Regions from separate parts of the Nomascus leucogenys genome. Here region 1 is linked to region 2. The links are chromatin contacts, called in public Hi-C maps. All regions are on one chromosome and are shown on one strand. The core of a region is the stretch at or near the end of the contact, and the rest is flanking DNA. Distances in the headings are between cores, read along the strand shown.

Evidence for each region. A called contact is a pair of places that touch in the nucleus more often than the background predicts.
Region 1: a contact with region 2 is called in a Hi-C map of an unstated tissue, with 2.1 times the contacts expected there. The contact joins the enhancer-like site here to the promoter of PIFO in region 2. A contact is called at or near these places in 3 of 4 Hi-C or Micro-C datasets (a lymphoblastoid cell line and an unstated tissue).

The regions. Positions count from the first base shown.
Region 1 is chr12:64,717,774-64,723,332 of Asia_NLE_v1, reverse strand. No RefSeq gene overlaps it. Among named protein-coding and RNA genes, the nearest start is that of CHI3L2, 4.9 kb to the right of the region's middle. Within about 2 kb of position 1,727, the one cell type or tissue checked has an H3K27ac peak away from gene starts, as active enhancers do. A contact at or near this core is called in a lymphoblastoid cell line, where this site is marked.
Region 2 is chr12:64,608,164-64,613,129 of Asia_NLE_v1, reverse strand. It overlaps PIFO (protein pitchfork), which reads left to right and starts at 3,707. Exons shown (of 6, transcript XM_003267963.3): 1 at 3,707-3,804; 2 at 4,043-4,182; 3 at 4,798-4,896. The coding sequence starts at 3,786.

The DNA of each region.
Region 1 (5,559 bases), core at 478-2,977, 110 kb before region 2:
AGATGTGTGAAGTGGCTGTGAAGATGAGTTAGTGTGCATAGAGGAGGTAGAGGAACTGAAACTCGGGGTGGGTGGGTGAGGAGGAATTTGCCCAAGACAAAGCTTTTGTTAGACCTAGGAGGAGAGGCCTGGTGCTTTGCATCCTCGGGCTGTGCTTTCACTCTCAAGCCAGGTCATCTCTTCCCTGGCTTAGCTGCTCTGAGCACTGCCTCCTCCTCAGTTGTCTCCTCCTCTTCAGTTATGTCTTCCAGCACTTGGGATGCTGACTTCTTCAACCAAGCCCCCTCCAAGCCCTCCCCATACCCACATTCAGATAAAGTGGAAAGAGGTTTTCCATCCCAAGTGTATCAGATCATTTGGAAAGATCAAGACCCCCTAGCTCCATCATGAGCCAGTGGATGAGCTTTCTGATTGTCCCTGCTTTGACTCCCGCTTCCAATTTGCCCAAAGGCCCTCTCACCACCATGCAGCCTGCAATATGAGACCATGTCTGTGAAACCATGCCATGAACAGCAACACTCAAGCAAATTGGATTATTTAATCAATAATTGGAGCAATAAGCATCTGCCTTGGTGTGCCAGGCCACAAGGGGCACAGGTAAAAGGCCTGTCTTCTCAAGAAGCGCTTATTCTAGAGACTGGCTGCCCACTGTGGGGTTCAGTTAGCAGAAAACACCCTGCTGCCAGTGGTTTCAGGGTCTGCCTCAGATGCAGATAAGGCAAAGGATCCCTTTGCCCAAGGTCATGACTTACCAGGGAAGCCCATCACTTGTGGCTGAATGAGGAGGGCGTATAAAGACCTAGGCATTTTAGTCTGAAGTGAGACAACTCTGATGTACGTCACTTGCTCTGGATCTCCCGGCTAGGTTGGCTGAAGCTTTGTCGGAGCTGCATCCAAACTCAGCCTCTTCCTCTACCCAATCTTGCTCCCTCTTTCCTTTCATAACAGATAATTTCTAATTAACAGCTTGTGCCCACACTTCAATTCCACACCTGCTTCTAGGGGGCCCAACTCATGACACAGGGAATGACCATGACCATGGGCTTTGGCAGCTACAGTCCAGTCCCGTTTCCCTGCAGACAGGGAAAGGTCAGGTCAGGCAGGGGATGATGACTCCACAGAAGAGTCATCCGGATACCACAGGCTTCAGCTTCTCAACACTTTTTACCTCCATTTTTTTTGTTTGTTTGTTTTTAGATGTAGTCTTGCTCTGTTGCCCAGACTGGAGTGCAATTGCACAGTCTTGGCTCACTGGAGTCTCTGCCTCCTGAGTTCAAGTAATTCTCATGCTTCAGCCTCCTGAATAGCTGAGCTTACAGGTGCCCTCTATGCCCAGCTGATTTTTGTATTTTTAGTAGAGATGGGATTTCACCATGTTGGCTAGGCTGGTCTTGAATTCCTGACCTCAAGTGATCCCACCTCAGCCTCCCAAAGTGCTGGGATTACAGGCATGAGCCACTGCACGTGGCCAACCTCTCTTCTTTATCAATGTGACAGAAAGTTGAAATGAAGATGAATTACTGGGACATGAGATCAGATTATGTTTATTGAGTATACACTCTAAGCCAGGTAATATGCTAAGTGCTTCACTTGCATTATCAAGTTTCATTCCCTCAAACAACCTCCCAGGGAGGTAATCTCATTATCCCCATTTTATAAAGTCCTTTGCCTCTGTCTTATGAGAGTTGGGGCAGGCCTGAGGGCAATGAGTGATGATCTCAGATGCCCTCCAGGGTCCTGGCCTGTCTTCTACAGCATGAATCTCTGTGAGCAGCTTCATTCTCATTGCTGGCTCCTGCTTATCTCCTCTTTTTCCTCCTTCCTCCCCCAGCTCTCAGTTCTGCAGATCTGGCAGCACGGCTCAGACCCCACCAGCAAATCAGAGGCAATTTCAATGCCCATCCCCCACCCTCAAAAATAGGAAGAAGAGAAACTCTCAGACCACATCCTGCATTTGAGCAAAGTTCCCACCAGTGGTTCAATGCAGGCAAACATTTATGCGACATCTTCCAGCTCATAGCCAACCTAGCAACCACCAAAGTTGGGCTCCCAAGAGGTCACTCATTCACTTAGCAGCAAGGGACTACCAGTGACGGACCTGCTGTGTGTGTGTGTGGGGGGAAACTGGAAGTGTACAGATGAGTGATTCATTCATTTATTCTTATACTTTTTCACCTAACAGTGACTTACTGCCGTCTTATTTTGTTTGAAGCACAGGTCATAAAGATGTGGTGGGTAGCAAGAAAGAGTCTTGATCTCATGTTCCACTTAGTGGAAGAAATAACATTTATAGTCCATTATCAAACAACTTCGTAACAGTCCAGTCGCAGGCACACAAAGTCCAGGAGAATGTACAAGAGATTTGTAGTTTGGGATGGCTCATAACATCTCACACAAAAAGGGTCTCAGATAATGTGAGTATTGAGGTGGCTGCTGCAGTTTGTTTTCTTCCTCCCTGGTTCTGCACTGGGCCCAGGTCTTTCTATTTAGGCTCTCTGGGTGCCTCACAGACCCACTGCTCTCCCCAGCGAGCACATGCCTCTCTCTGAACCTGCTACCTCTTCTCCCCCACGCCCCGTCCCAGTGAGCACTTGGCGTCTTTAAACCTCCCTCCAGAGTCCTCCCTTATTGATGGCCACACTGGGCAAGTGTGGCCCGTGTGTCCCATGCTGAGATATGCTGAAAGAGCCTGCTCTTCCTCAACCTTGAAGCACATTAACAGAAGTCCCTTTCTGTTACACCAGTTTTAGGCCTGAATCCGGCCCCAGAAAGCAAGATGGGACAGTGCCAAGCTTCAGGAATGCAAGCATGTTAGGGCAAACAAGAAAAATCCACTTTGCTATATTTAGAACAGAGCATTTCTCCTTCCTTTATTTTTATTTTCATTTTTCCCTTTGATCTTCCCTGGTGTTCTCCCTCTGCATTCTCTTTTTTGTGTCATACTTATTTCTGCAGTGAACAAGGTTATGACATCATCCCTCTGTCCCCACTCATCCTTCCAACCTTTCTGAGACAATCCCAGGGCCAAGAACAGACTGAGAAGCTAGGGGAGGTAGGACATTCCCAGGACACCTGCCCAGGGCCAGCTAGGTGTTGAGCTGCCTACCAACAACCACCAGAGGGCGCCCCTTCCCCATGCCTCTGCTGCGGAGGCTCCCTCGAGAGTCCAGGCTTGGGGTGGGTCAGAAGTGCTGCAGGCCCTGGACACAGGCTCGTATCTGGACGGTGACAGTGCCTCTGCCTCATCACTGACTAATAGAAGGCCACCCTTCATTGTTATTTCCTCCCTGTGGCAGAAATGGGTTCTGAATTTCTCCTCAAGCAAGTCCCCAAGGCATATTTTTAACCTAACCTTGGGTTAATAAGTATAGACTTTCCCATCTTTAGGGATTCAAGTTCTCCCTGGGGTTTGGAACAGAGCTAGATCCTGCCTTCACAGACCCCTGTAAATCAAGGTGAATCGAAAGTGGCATTTAAATCTGGCCTTATATGCCAAGAAATGGACATCCTCATGCTTCCACCCCACTGGTGATCTCAGTTCCCATGACACACCTACACTCTCATTAAGTCACCCTTGTTCCCACGTCTGCCACAGAGTTACAGAGTCCAACTCTGAGACTTCACTAAGACTGGTCTCCTTGTGTGTTTCCTATTCTTCTCCTCCTGGCAATGCCCGGATCCTCCTTCTAATCCCTTCTCAAAGCTTGCTTTCAGGAGGAAGCCAGCCAGGTCCCTACCAGGGCAGTGTGGCCTTTCTATTCTCAGCAGTCCTCCGTTCTTTCTGTACGACTGTGGTGTTTGTATTTAATTCTCTGCTCCTTTATTCTGCCTCTTACATATCTCTTTCCTGAGCTAGATGCAAAAGCTGTAAATGAAGATTGGCAGGCATAAAAATATTTTTTAATTATATAATGAAAACAATATAAACACAATAGGAAGTAAAAAGTGAAAAAATACAATAAATATGATAATGGATTAATTTATATAATACAGAGAGAATTCCTAAAAAGCCATACCAAAGAGATGGAGAATCCAATAGATATGGCCAGGCAACTCAGAGAAGGAGAAAAAGTATTGGCCAATAAATATATACATTAAAAAGTTGTCCAACCTTTAGTTTTAATGTAAATTAAAATAAGAAGGCATAATTTTAATATAAAAGATAGACTGATAATACCCATTATTTATTGTTTACTAGAATGGGGGTAATAAGCATGCTTCATATGTAGTTGGAAGGAGTACACGCTGAAGCACAATTTGAAAAGTAGTATAAAAATAGTAAATGGATGTCTTTTATACAAAATCATCTCATTGCAGAATTATCTGTGACTGTGAAATTTGAAAACAACTGAAATATCCATCAATGGGGGATGTAGTAATTTAAAATTGCGTATAAATTGATAGCCTCTATTTTGATTATGTGAAAGGATGCTTTGCCATAAATTGCTGAGAGTAGGGGAGAAAGAGAGAGAGAGTGTGTGTGTGTGTGTGTGTGTATGTATGTGTCAAGAAAGAGGAGAGAGAGAGAAAGAGAGAGAGAGAGAAAGGAGTTAGGGATGATACATACCAAAATTGTTAACAGAAGTTTCTTTAGAGAATGAATAGGTACTTTAATTTTCTGCTTTATATATTTTAATATTCTTAGGGTTTTGCTGCAATGTAAATTTGCTACAATTAAATTTTTTAAATTTCTTTTTGAGACAGAGTTTCGCTCTTGTTGCCTAGGCTGGAGTGCAATGACGCGATCTCGGCTCACTGCAACCGCTGCTTCCCAGGTTCAAGCGATTCTCCTGCCTCAGCCTCCCGAGTAGCTGGGATTACAGGCATATGCCACCATGCCTGGCTAATTTTTTGTATTTTTGGTAGAGATGGAGTTTCTCCATGTTGGTCAGGCTGATCTCAAACTCCCGACCTTAGGTGATCTGCCCACTTCAGCCTCCCAAAGTGCTGGGATTACAGGCGTGAACCCCCGTGGCCAGCCTAATTTTTTAAATTTCAAATTTGAGGAAAAAAGGAATAATTTGTTTACATGTTTGTCTCCCCCACTAAAAACATAAGTCAATAGAAAGCTGGAATCAAATTATATTTGGTTCATATTTGGTTTACCGTATAAATTATATTTATGCAGTGACTGACAAAAAGTAAACACTCCATTAATTTTTTAAATTAATTTTATTTTATACATTTTAAGAGTGGATGCTTTATTTAGCACATACTTCATTCCCCATAATGTTATATTTACCTGTATTTATACATTTGCCTCCCCGAGTACAAGTTTCTTGAGGCAGATCAAATAGGGTCTCTATAAGCTCTTATCAGTTCTTTACAAGGTGTAGATTTTCCATAGGTGTTTGCTGTACTTGTTGGATGCTGAAGGATTGAAAGCCATTTTTCCTCCTTGGGCTCCAACCCCCCCACCCATATTATCTTCCTTTTCCACGGTGGGGTTTGAGTTTAGAACATACTAATGTCTCTTGTGACTCAAGTTAGGTTTTCAGTTGGAATAGGCACTGGAGCAGATGAAGACCTTGCTTAGGAGAGAATCCACAGCTTAAGTCT
Region 2 (4,966 bases), core at 2,458-4,957:
CATCTGCTTGGAATTTTTTCACTTCTCATGGACCTGGCAACTGTTTTCATATTTGAATTCTGGGATATTGTTGGTGATAATCCTACTGCTGTATATTTGGTTTTGGTTTTCTAGAGGAGGCAAGAGTAAAGCCAGTTTGCTTCTATGCTGCTATTTTGGAAGTGGAAGTCCATTCATTCTTTTTTTTCAGCTTTTCTAATCTGTTGTTAAACCCATACGTTGAATTATTATTTTCAGCAATAATACTTTTTATTTCTACAATTTTATTCAATTCATTTATTGTTTCTAAACTCTTCATCTTGTCATTTAATTTCTTAAATATGGTAATCAGCTTTATCCTCTGTGTTGAATTGATTATTATTTAATTCAATAATTCTAAAATGAGACAAATCTATTTAAAACATTATACCAAAAATTGAATCTACTTATCCTCATTTAATTAGACCAGAGCAACAATTTACTTGCAACAGAGCAAGTAATCCCCTGGAATAATAATAATTCTTATATGTCCTCAGAGACAGTCAAGTGAGAAAAGCCATTAACTGTCTCATAAAGCTATAACAGTCTCCATAAACATCTGGCATCCTCTTGATACTATAAAATGTGCATGATGGAAACTACTGAATTCTTAAGGTCTTCATCAAAACTGGCTACACTATAAAACTTTGTCTAAGTATTCCCTGGTACTAGCAGACACCTGCATGAGTTCCTTCGTGCATGGTCATCATTCAAAAACTGGCATTTTGGCATGTCTTAGAGCTAGCTGAAATTCTTCATTAGCCTCTTATCATTACACTGATGGTTATACAGGAGATACACATGACACATAGACAGTCTGTCTTTGACTATACGATGTTCGGTCTGGCTTTACTGAAAAGTTGATAAATTTTGCATCAATCAGGATGTAGATGGGCCCAGTTAAGTTACGTTGATCACATTGGTAATATGAACAGAGATTGATGGGAAATTTCTCTTTCCTTGGGTATACTGGGATCTTTATTGACTTTGTTTTTAGAGTCTGATCTTTTTCTTTTAGCCTCTTACCTAAGAAGTCAAGCATTTGCTTTATGTTATTTCCTTGCTTTCTTTGGCTTCCCTATGTTCACCTTGCAGTCCTGTTGCTTTCTCCAAAATCTCAAACCAAGTATGGTTATTTTAAAGTCCATGTTTGATGACTCCGATATCTGGATTTTTCTGTGGGTCTGTTTCTACTCTCTTTTATTATAAGCTCTTGTTTTATATCAAATGCCAAACATTTTGCATGAAAAAGATTGTAAAAATTAGTTGAGTCTCTGGATGATATCTTCAGAAAATACTTACTTTTGTTTATTACATGCAATAAGGATAGCAGTAGATCACTTTAATGCAACTAGGAACTGAATTGGTGCAAAGCTGAACTTCAGGGTTTTTTGACAGCTGGTCTATTTATGGTTTACCCTTATTCCTAGGGTTTATCTCTTTGAAGTTCCGACTTAAACTTCAAACTGTGTTTTCCAGTCTCCCCTTCTCCATGGCCAACCTAAATCTTGTTTCTAAGTTCTCAGAGGCTGTCTAACCAAAGTTCTGCTCAAATCTTCTGCTTCTCAGCCAGCTTTTTATTTAGCAAGCGTTCCAATGGAACAGCAGCACCAAGGTTGAACTCACCACTTTGGGCTTCTCTTCTCGCTGAGATTTTGGCTCTGAATGTTCTTTCTTTCTGGATATATCTTTGATATCTTCAAACATATATATTTTACTTATTCAATTCACCTGTTCTCAGCTGGAGAATTAGTCTGAAGCAAACCAGTCTACCAAAGTAAGAATGGATTACCACATTTTCAAGACACTTTGCGAAATATGTTTCATGTCACAAATAATGTAAACATTATTTTCAAAAAGCACATTAATACCTACAAACGTTAATATTACCTAAATTATTAATGAAAGTAAAAATCATCAAATCCATACCAATACAGTCATACACCGCATGAAGACATTTTGATCAATGATGAAGTGTATATACAGTGGTGGCTCCCTAAAATTACAATGGAGCAGCCCTATATAGGTGTACCATTTTTAATTTTAAACCATAGTTTTACTGTTCCTTTTCTATGTTTAGGTAAGTTTAGATACACAAATACTTAATATCATGTTACAATTGTCTACAGTATTCAATACGGTAATGTGCTGTACTGGTTTGTAGCCTAGGAGTAACAGGCCGTACTATAAGCCTAGTTGTGTAGTAGGCTATACCATCTAGGTCTGTGTTAAGTATAGTCTATGACATTCTCACAACAAAGTCGCCTAATGACACACTTCTTAGAAAACATCCTCATCACTAAGTAATGGGTGATTGCATTTCTTTACATTTTATTTATTATCAGTATTATTGCAACTGTATTTTAAGTAGACAAAATGCTTGGCGTAAATTATACAATAATTTTCAGTCTTTATTCCATTTAAGCTTAGCTCATCATAACAACCTTCTATATTACTGGGCTTTCTGCATTATTTCCTATAAATGTCTTCACAATGTTAATATATATGACTACTACTAATTATTTTTGTAGAGTCCAACAGGACATATTTGAATGTCATGTGGGACATGGGAAAATTCACTGTATGCCTGGGCAATGCAGTGTAGGATGTCTAGCCTCCCTAGCCTGTTGGCCAGGAACAACACCCCAACAATTTTTAACAAGGAAAAATTCTTCCACAAATTTCCAAAACACCCTCTGGGAGTCACTGTCACCCTTTTAGGAAAGTCTACCTTAGATCTATAAAAATCATCCCTGAAGGCCGTGCTAACGCGGATTATGTGTAGATTCCAGGGTCAACACCTGTAAAGGGTCAAAGTATGGACCAGTCACCCTTGGTGTTCTGTTACCTCTAACACCCGGACAACTCCTAAAGCCATCCTAAAAATCTAGTGAAAACAAGCTAGTATTAATATCCATGGCAAAGGCAAAAAAGACAAAACACACTCTGATCTTTTTTTCTTCAGTTATTATTTTCAGTGATAATAACCTGTTGTATGTCACCCACCAAGTACCACGTTCTGAACTGTTTTAATCCTGTCATCTTGATCCTCTCAACAACCCTATATAGAGGAATTTTTATTCCCAATTTAGAGATGAGAAAACTGGGGCTTAGAAATTTGACTGCCCCAACTTGTGAAAAAAAACTATTAGTCTTCTCTGATTCCGTGGCATTCTACGGTCCACGCAAGGCCTCCAGTTCTTTTAAAACCTCGCGCCCCCTCCCCCGGCCCCCTGGGATAGAATGGGCAACCTGATTGGAGGGGCTTGAGGAAAAGGAAAAATGGTCTAAGAGCCTAATATGGAACTAGCTGTCAGCTCAACTCTGCCCCCTACTCCTCTGCTGGGGTGTTACCCAGGGAGTCCACCCCGGTACGCTGCAGCGGCTGCCTTTCTACCTTCACTTTACTTGCTGGTGGCCTGGACTTCGGGACGTTCAGAACCCCACTGTCCTTCCCTCTGCAACAGCGCATTCCTCTTGGCCCAGCTTCCAAAGCTATTTGCCGCCCCGTCAACCCTGCAGCCCCTACAGCCACGAATCCAGGAAACCCTCTACCGGCAGCCCAGCTACTGAGTTTACAATCTCCTGGGCTTTGGGCTCCAAGGTGCGGGTTCCTGCCCCAGTAATGGCTCGGTGGACGCCGCAACTTGCCGCGCAGGCGCGCTCGGGCCCTCTCCCCATCCCCGCACTCCGCAGCTGGGAATCACGGGACTAGCCTTCGTTTCCTTGGCAACGCAGTACACAAGTGCTAGCCCTAGCAGCTCGCGATGTGCTACAGCAAAGCAGGTGAGGAGGGCTGCCAGAAGCCTAGAATAGAGGGCCGGTAGGGGGAAGGGTGGGGAATTTGGGAAAGACGAAGTGGGAGGAAGTGCATTTCGCCCCCCTCCATGGAGTTTGGCGAGGTTTTGTAAGCTCACGGTTGGGCCCTGTCCTCTGCTCAGTCTCCCCGACCTTCCCCTCCCGGAACGCGCTCACGTAGACCCAGGTGCCGTCCCTCACGTGGAGCCTCTCCTCTTTATTTTAGACGCTGCGGATAACTACCCTTTTGGAACATGTCAACAGAGGAAACTTTTTCCTCACTTCCATCCCCCAAATTTGATTGGGAACAAGTTTGTCCCTCTTAGGGGATCACCCCACAGAGGGCCTGGGTGTTACTTATCAGATGTGAGTATTTACCTCCCCTTAGATGCGCCTCCGTTCCCCGGCTATTGACGGATAGCCAAGTTTCCAAGTTTCGTAAAAGAAAAAATTATATGGGACTTGAGATCTTCAGAGTCCCAGCATAAGAAAGCGCTCTGTTCTTCTGCAAGCAGCTGTTTCAGCCAATGCCAGAGATTAAAGGATTATTGCTCCCCGCCTTGCACCTCCATTAAACGCAAGCCCTAGCTTCATATAATCCCTACTCCGTCCTCACTTCCAAAGGCCTCTGAGCCAATACCAGTTACCCTCCCATTCCTCCAAACCTTAGGCTGACAGTTGCATTAGAGTAAGTTCAGCTCTGTGGGGCTCCGAAGACTGATTCATTCGAATATATGGCAATGTCCTATAGTCTACGTATCCAGCCACACCCCTCTACAAAGTTACCTGTATTACTTGTGTAATTCTATGGTCTTGACCTCAAAGGAGTCAAGACAAGAAAGAATAATCCCTTGCAGAGAAGGTTCAGATGGGAACATGCTAAGCTCACTCCATTTCGATGGCCCTGATGTTCTCTGACTATGTGTTGTTTTTTCTTTTTTTGTTTGTTTGTTTGTTTGTTTTTTAATGTACCACCCAAAGGGATATGGCTTGGCATACGACTTATCTAAGATCCCAACCAGTATAAAAGGATATACTTTGGGAGCCAGAACAGCTGTGAGGTTTAAGCCAATACAGAAGGTAATGTGCTGGGATTTTAGTGTTATCCACATTCTTGCACGCATTTGCACAGGCGTGCAAAGGGCAGAGA